Regions from separate parts of the Xenopus laevis genome. Here region 1 is linked to region 2. Evidence: chromatin contacts called from public Hi-C data. All regions are on one chromosome and are shown on one strand. Each heading gives the region's core, a stretch centred on a gene start, on an enhancer-like site or on the middle of the called end of the contact. The rest is flanking DNA. Distances are from core to core; before and after follow the strand shown.

Region 1 (4,103 bases), core at 496-2,995, 50 kb after region 2:
TCCCTATAATTCCGCTGGCTAGAAATAGAAAATAAAAAAGCTATTTACATGCAAAATGGAGAAGGAATTATCGTCAATACGCAACGTAATTACGTCACCGGCCTAATAGGCTGTAAAAACGTATATGTGTCATTTATCTCACAAAAATTTGGACGCCATATTTAAAATACGCCGCGTATTTACGCAAAGTTTGATATGCTAGTTTCTTGACGTTTTGGCGTTTCTGCTGAAAAATGTCAATACTGGCGCTCCCGGGCAGATTTCTTCTCCCTGTGAGAAATGCCATAGTGGGTTTTCCATTAATTTCAGTGGTAGTGCAGTTTATGCGTATTTACCCCCGACTGAACTTTTTTAAAACGCAAAGTAAAAACGCCACGTCTGGCCTTGGCTTTAGAATTGATACAATGGTTGCTAATACTCCAGAGTAAAAATTGTAACCGTTCAGAATCTGCAATTACTGAGCTGCCCTGAGACAGGGACATTAAACTTAGATTTTGAAAAAATGATAAATGAAAAATTTAAAGCAATTGAAAAATTGCAAATCTCAGTCACTGGCTAATCAAACCCTGAGGAATGAACATTATGTACTCCATGTAATAATGACCTTTTTGGTCTCTATTAATAGGTTGGTTCACCTTTAAGATAACTTTTGGTATGTTATACAATGGCCAGGTCCAAGCAACTTTTCAATTGGCCTTTTTTTTTTTTATATATAGTTTTTGAATAATTTGCCTTTTTCTTCTAAATCTTTCCAGCTTTCAAATGGGGGTCACTGACCCTGTATAAAAAAAAACAAGTGCTCCGTAAGGTTACAAATTAATTGCTACTGCTACTTTCTATTACTCTTCTTACTATTCAGGCCTCTCCAGTCTCTTTTTCAAATCTGTGCATGGTTGCTAGGGTAATTTGGACCCTAGCAACCGGACTGCTGAAACTGCAAACTGGAGAGCTGCTGAATAAAAAGCGAAATAACTCATAAGCCCCACATAATAAAATATGAAAACAATTACATAATGAAAGAAAAACTAATTCTAAGCACCTTTCAAATATATGTTAATTAAAAAAAAATAATGGTTTATAAGTTGTGTCATTAAAAGAAGAGTCTCTGATGTCTGGTTCTGAGTCGAGCAGAAGTCAGTCCTCTCCCAGCTGACTGGCGCTACATTGTTTCAGGAATGAGAACCAGCAGTGCAGGGAGCAGAACAAGATGAATGACATTTTGAAATAACTTTAAAACCAAGAACATTTTGTTTGAATGAGCAAAGAAAGAAGTGTTGGAGTGGATCTGAGCTACAAGGTGCCCGGGGTGTCAGTACCTATAACAGCGCCTGGTTATATATAAGGAGACGGATTGTCTCTTACCTGCAGCCGCACACCTGTCCCTCTCCCCGACCCCTCGCCGCTGTCCAGCTCAGCACAAGTCGGAGGAAGCCAATGAAGTTTCCCCGCCAAGCATCTCTATAGCGGTAGTAGCGCTCGGCCCACGCTCTAGCCCTTCAGCGACCCTCCAGCCCCGGGGAGGTGACGGGCAGGCGGAGTCTGGGTAAGAGAAGCGCCCTCGGATCGCTGCGGGGCTGCTGTAGCCTGGAAAGCTAAACCTGGAGCTTCTGTTCTCCGCCTCCTGTTTCCTCGTGTCTCCTGCGCACGCACCCGCGCCGCGCGTACTCACCGGTCTGCTCGCTCCCGACACGTCCTAGCTGCGGGGTGCGTGCACTCTCCTCTCCAGATCATAATCGTGGCTGCGCGCTTCCGGGCGTCTCTTCTATTCTACTTCTTGTGTGATTTATAGGCCGCCGGAACCCTGTTGCTCTAAAAGGAGCCCTAAAAGCTGATGCACAGCGTCCCATGACTAACCAACTGCGGACTGAGGGAGATCATTCACAACTCTCTGCACCTCCAGTCCAGTCATGTAATGGCTTCACAGACAGGCATCTCCCTAACAGACTGGGTCCCAAGTTATTATACTAGAACACTACCCATGGGGCATACACACTATTCACACACACACACACACACATACACACACTATTACACACACTATTCTGTGCACACACACTATTCTATACACACACACAATTCTGTACACACAATTCTGTACACACAAAAACACTATTCTGTGCACACACAATTCTGTACACACAAAAACATTATTCTGTACACACACTATTCTGTACACACACACTATTCTGTACACACAAACACTGTTCTGTACACATACAATAATGCACAGCTGTGCTGAACATATTACTGTGTGTCTTGCCTAATATCACGGGTATGTATCGTAATATGACATACTGTACTGTTAAATTGGGATACATACCCTGTGATATTAGGCAAGACACACAGGATCACTTTTTCGGATGGTACCCAGAAAAATTCAAAGTGTCAGCTTTGCAAACCTTCAACCCTTCTGTACTGCTCTGTGGCAGTGTCTGTGCCAGTTATACAGAAGAAGTTGGCCATAGACACAAAGATCCGATCATACAAATCGAGGATTCGTACGATTTTCGGACCGCGGAGATCGGTTGTTTGGCGGAGATCGGCTGTTTGGTCGGTCGGACAGGTTAAAAGATTTCTGTCGGCTGCGGGTAATATGGGAGAAACAAAAACAAGGGAACATTCACTGTTCCAGATGCCTTTGCGCTGTGCTGCAACATGTAAAACGATTCTCGTATCATGATCTCCAAATGAAAATCGCCAAAGACACGAAGCACTTGCGGGGCTAAAAACACTTGTTTATTATTCAAACATATTTTAAAATCATGGAGCGCACAATCTTAACATGCTTGTCGCATTTCGTGGACCAAACCACTTCCTCATAAGCATGCGGATAATATCTCTGCGTGTATTGCCGATCGTATGATTTTCAGAGGGAGACTGTCACTAGTTTTGGTCGGACATAACTTTCGTACGATTGCTGTCAGGGGCAGAATATCGGCAGATCTGTTCTTTTGTACTTTATTTGATCGGAATGGTTAGTGGCAGGTCGGGAGATGGGGAAGTCCGATCGTACAATGATTCGTACGATCGGATATTTGCGTCTATGGCCAGCTTAGTCTCACTCTACTGTACTGTCTTGTGCTCTTGTATATACTCTACGTGCCAGTGCCATCTTGTTGTGCTGCCCTGGGACATTATCTGTACTGTAAGTACAGTAAGTTATTTAGTGTTAGTAACATCCTGCTGTGGTGCTTTGTGGCAGTGCCTGTATGTGGCAGTTATACAGTGTTAGTGCCTTTATGTGGCAGTTATACAGTGTTAGTGCCTGTACTGTATGCGCTAGTTATAAATTGTTTTTTTAGTGCTACCCTGCTGTATTGCTTTGTAGCATTGTCTGTACAATATGTTAGAGTTATAGTGTTAGTGCCAATTCTGTATGTGCCAGTTGTACAGTGTTAGTGCTTGTACTGTATGTGCTAGTTATACAGTGTTAGTGCCTATACTGTAAATGCCAGATATACAGTTTTAGTACCTATACTCTACGAGCCAGTTATAGAGTGTTAGTGCCAGTTATACAGTGTTAGTGTCTGTACTGTATGTGCCAGTTATACAGTGTTAGTGCCTATACTGTACATGGTGCCAGTTATACAGTGTTAGTGCCTGTACTGTATGTGCCAGTTATACAGTGTTAGTGCCTGTACTGTATGTGCCAGTTATACAGTGTTAGTGCCTGTACTGTATGTGCCAGTTATACAGTGTTAGTGCCTGTACTGTATGTGCCAGTTATACAGTGTTAGTGCCTGTACTGTACGTGCCAGTTCTACAGTGTTAGTGCCTATTCTGTACGTGCCAGTTATACAGTGTTAGTGCCTGTACTGTATGTGCCAGTTATACAGTGTTAGTGCCTGTACTGTACGTGCCAGTTATACAGTGTTAGTGCCTGTACTGTACGTGCCAGTTATACAGTGTTAGTGCCTATTCTGTATGTGCCAGTTATACAGTGTTAGTGCCTGTACTGTACGTGCCAGTTATACAGTGTTAGTGCCTGTACTGTACGTGCCAGTTATACAGTGTTAGTGCCTGTACTGTACGTGCCAGTTATACAGTGTTAGTGCCTTTACTGTATGTGCCAGTTATACAGTGTTAGTGCCTGTACTGTACGT
Region 2 (3,770 bases), core at 1,202-3,701:
GTGATACTAAATCATAATTATGGCTGCCAGGAAGAAAGGCTCCTTTATTCCTTATTTGCCAAACTCCGTAGGATCATTTAAAACAGCTGTGCTAAATATTTCCCTTTAATAATTCAGTCGGTGCTGCCAGAGTGTAATCAGCTTCCCTTGCTCATGCAGTCATATACCTAGCTGGAAATTATGATGATTCACAAATAATCATTAATAAGAAGATCACGGCTCAGCACTAGACCTGGGAAACTGCCTCCCACTTGCAAAATGAAGTTCATCCCGTGGGCATTAAGAAGGGACTCCCAATTTGTGCCAATGGTGGTTTTTGTTCTCACAAGTATCAGGTTGGTAAGATATGGATCTCTTTATGGAAACCCAGTGCTTTGCTTACCCTGATAATACATTAATGACCTCGTAATCCTGCATAATTGCCTTTTATATGATAATGTTCCCGAAAGGCATCTTCCCTTTAATCAGACACACTAGTTTGCAATATCTTTTGACTATGGGAAAGGCGCACAAGAATCAACTAAGGGCAGTGGCACACGGGAAAATCTCCCGAAATGCCTCTAACTACACCGACGTTTTCCGCATGATCCGACGTGCTGCGACAAAACGCAGGCGACAAAACGCATGCAACGGAAATAAGGTAAGTGAATGCACTGTCGAATGAAGTTGCATCGTTGATCCGACACGACTGTCGGATGCAGATGCTGCACGCTGCGTCTGCATCCGACAGTCGTGTCTCTTCGGATCAACGCTGTGACTTCATCCGACATTTCTCTTACCTTATTTCCGTTGCATGGGATTTGTTGCCGGCGTTTTGTAGCAGCGGGTCAGATCACGTGTAGTCCTACCCTTAGAGATAAGTTGGGCATACTGCCAGATAGAGTCCTGCGTGGGTCTATTTTTTGGAACCTGTACCTGCAACCTGCGATCCTTAACCCAGACCCCCATTCTTACCCGCTTGGACCCGCTACCTAACCCGCAAGTACCTCATCTACAACCCGGACCCGTGACCCGCTGACCATCAAGAATCAGGAAGTGCTGTCATTGAGAACCGGAAGTGACATCATCGGAAGTAGGCGTGATCAGAAAAAACTAGTAAAGATCGCTATGGAGAAGACCCGCGGCCCGAAAACCCGCAGAACCGCCGTTCCGAGTCTATACCCGCACCCGGAACTTCTACCCGCAGGCTACCGCAGGTTTTTGTGGGTAACCCACAGGGACCCGACCAGGTGCAGGACTCTACTGACAGAGATTTCAATTATTGTCAATGGAAAGCCAGGTTTTCCATTGATTTGGTTTGTCAACCGCAGCCGCGAATAAAAACACAGGCGACAAATCTTCCTGTGTGCCACTACCCTAAGGGCTATTCCACACGGGGAGATAGCCTTGCGTTTGCGGTCGCGGCGACAAAGCGCCGCGCCAGTCGCCGCGACCGGCGCAGGCGACAGTTTTGTATGGGCGCCTATGTAAAAACGCCTGTGCTAACCACACGAGGCGATGCGCTTTTCAACAGTCGCCTGAAAATGCCTCGCCAGGCTTTTTCAGGCGACTGTTGAAAAGCGCATCGCCTCGTGTGGTTAGCACAGGCGTTTTTACATAGGCGCCCATACAAAACTGTCGCCTGCGCCGGTCGCGGCGACTGGCGCGGCGCTTTGTCGCCGCGACCGCAAACGCAGGGCTATCTCCCCGTGTGGACTAGCCCTAAGAGTGAAACAGGTAAAACAGCGCATTCACTTAACCCACCCTCTGCCGGATAGCTTGGTGCAGAGTGTAGGAGGATACGGCCTCCAATAGGTCAGCTCAAGGCAAACAAATGCAGGGTTACCCCTTGCTGTTTATTAGTGCGCACGTGCAACGTGTCGGGGCAATACCCTTTATCGTGCATACAAAAAACGCTGTGCCGTTATAAAAAAAGTGACCAAATGAAACAATTTGCATACATAATTGGTGTAACCACCCACCCTGATTACTCCGTGGATAGTCCAATAGAACAGTAGGAAAAAAAATAGTCTTATGAAAAAAGCAATCCGATAAAAAGGTACACAAATCAAAGTGAAACAATTATCCCGGTGTGTAATCATGATTAGAACTTCCAGTGTATTCAGGTTTCATTTAACACGAGTACACTGGAAGTTCTAATCACGAACCAGAGCAGCATTTTATTTTCTTTCCTTATTTCTCTCCTTTCTTTGAAAGTGATGACAGTATTCCTTAAGTAAATGAGATGGCAGCGACCCAAGGGAGGACGCATTACAGAAGATAAGGAAGTTGAGAGTGACTTGGAGCAGATGAGAGAAATAATAAGGAAAGGGCCGGTGAAACTTGGCTACGGGAATGGGAATACGTGGGTGGAAATCCCCTTGGTTGGAAATAGCGCAGGCCCCGGGGAGAACACATATAAGGACATTCTGTGAAGGAAATGTTAATGAAAGAGTGGCATATATTTATCAGACGACTACATGAATGTGTTGTGCAGAGCATAAGCTCATGGCTGAATATAGCCCAGCAGATTTGTTACACTCTACACCATTTGGCCAGCAGCCAATATTAGTGACTGGTTTTCACTTGGCAACTGAACTCAAAGCCTGATCCCTTACTCAAATTGAATGATCAGAGACACTTTTCATTACATAGAATTACAGCATCAGGGCAATTACATTGGAAAAATAATCAATCTAGTTAAAGAAAATGCTGTTTGGGGACCATTGAAGTTCTACAGACTGTATCTGGGCCAAAGGGAATAAGTGACCTTGAACTACAACCCCCAGCACCACAAAAACTGGAGAGCAATGTGTTCATGTTCACCAGTTTAAAAGGACAGTACACATCCTTTGTGATCAACCAATAGGACTTGGACTGAAGAATATTGCCTATTCTTTTCATTACTTCACCTTCAATTTGGCTCTTTCTGGTTCAGCCACACCTTATCACAAAGCCTACAAAGGCTGCAGGATAGAACTTGTTTATTCAGAACTCATGATCTCCGTTTAAACAAATTACCCTCTTTACAAAGGAGCATGAGTTCAGGAGAAAACAAAACAATTTTCCATCAGCTCCTTAAAATTGTAAATAATCTAAATAGTATGCTCATATTTAGCAAAGCTGTATATACAGTAGGTGTATACTGCCCTCCAAGATTGCAGATCATTTTAATGACAATCCACTACCATTTAACAGGTCGCTTTCCAGGGCTTTATGTTTAGATCTGTTTAGATACAAATTTCAGAAAAAATCAAAAACTTTATTCCATCAAACAACTTAGTTTTAAATAGGGATGCACCGAACCCAGGATTCGATTCGGGATTCACCCAGGATTCGGCCTTTTTCAGTAGGATTCCGCCGAACCGAAACGAATCTGAATCCTAATTTGCATATGCAAATTAGGGGTGGGAAGGGAAATCGCGTGACTTTTTGTCACAAAACAAGGAAGTAAAAAAATGTTTTCCCCTTCCCACCCCTAATTTGCATATGCAAATTAGGATTCGGTTTAGTATTGCGCCAAATCTTTTGCGAAAGATTCGGGGGTTCGGCCGAATCCGAAATAGTGGATTCGGTGCATCCCTAGTTTTAAATGTAACTTTTAAAAGGAAAGTCAAGCTTCAGCCTAAAATATAGTGTTAAGAGGCATCAGTTAATATGCAAGTACAGGTATGGGACCGGTTATACAGAATGCTCAGCCCTGGGTTTTTCTGGATAATGTATCTTTCTGTAATTTGGATCTTCATACATTAAATCTACTAGAAAATCATATAAACATTAAATGTACCCAG

Evidence for each region. Hi-C and Micro-C count contacts between places; a contact is called where the count stands out from the background.
Region 1: a contact with region 2 is called in a Hi-C map of the XTC cell line, with 5 times the contacts expected there. The contact joins the promoter of svil.L here to the enhancer-like site in region 2. A contact is called at or near these places in 2 of 4 Hi-C or Micro-C datasets (the XTC cell line and animal cap).

The regions. Positions count from the first base shown.
Region 1 is chr6L:22,733,135-22,737,237 of Xenopus_laevis_v10.1, forward strand. svil.L (supervillin) reads right to left here and starts at 1,746. Exons shown (of 36, transcript XM_041565829.1): 1 at 1,670-1,746. The coding sequence starts at 1,731.
Region 2 is chr6L:22,682,535-22,686,304 of Xenopus_laevis_v10.1, forward strand. The region is part of intron 2 of svil.L (supervillin); the gene reads right to left. Among protein-coding and RNA genes, the nearest start is that of svil.L, 50 kb to the right of the region's middle. Within about 2 kb of position 2,452, at least 1 of the 7 cell types and tissues checked has an H3K27ac peak or open chromatin away from gene starts, as enhancers often do.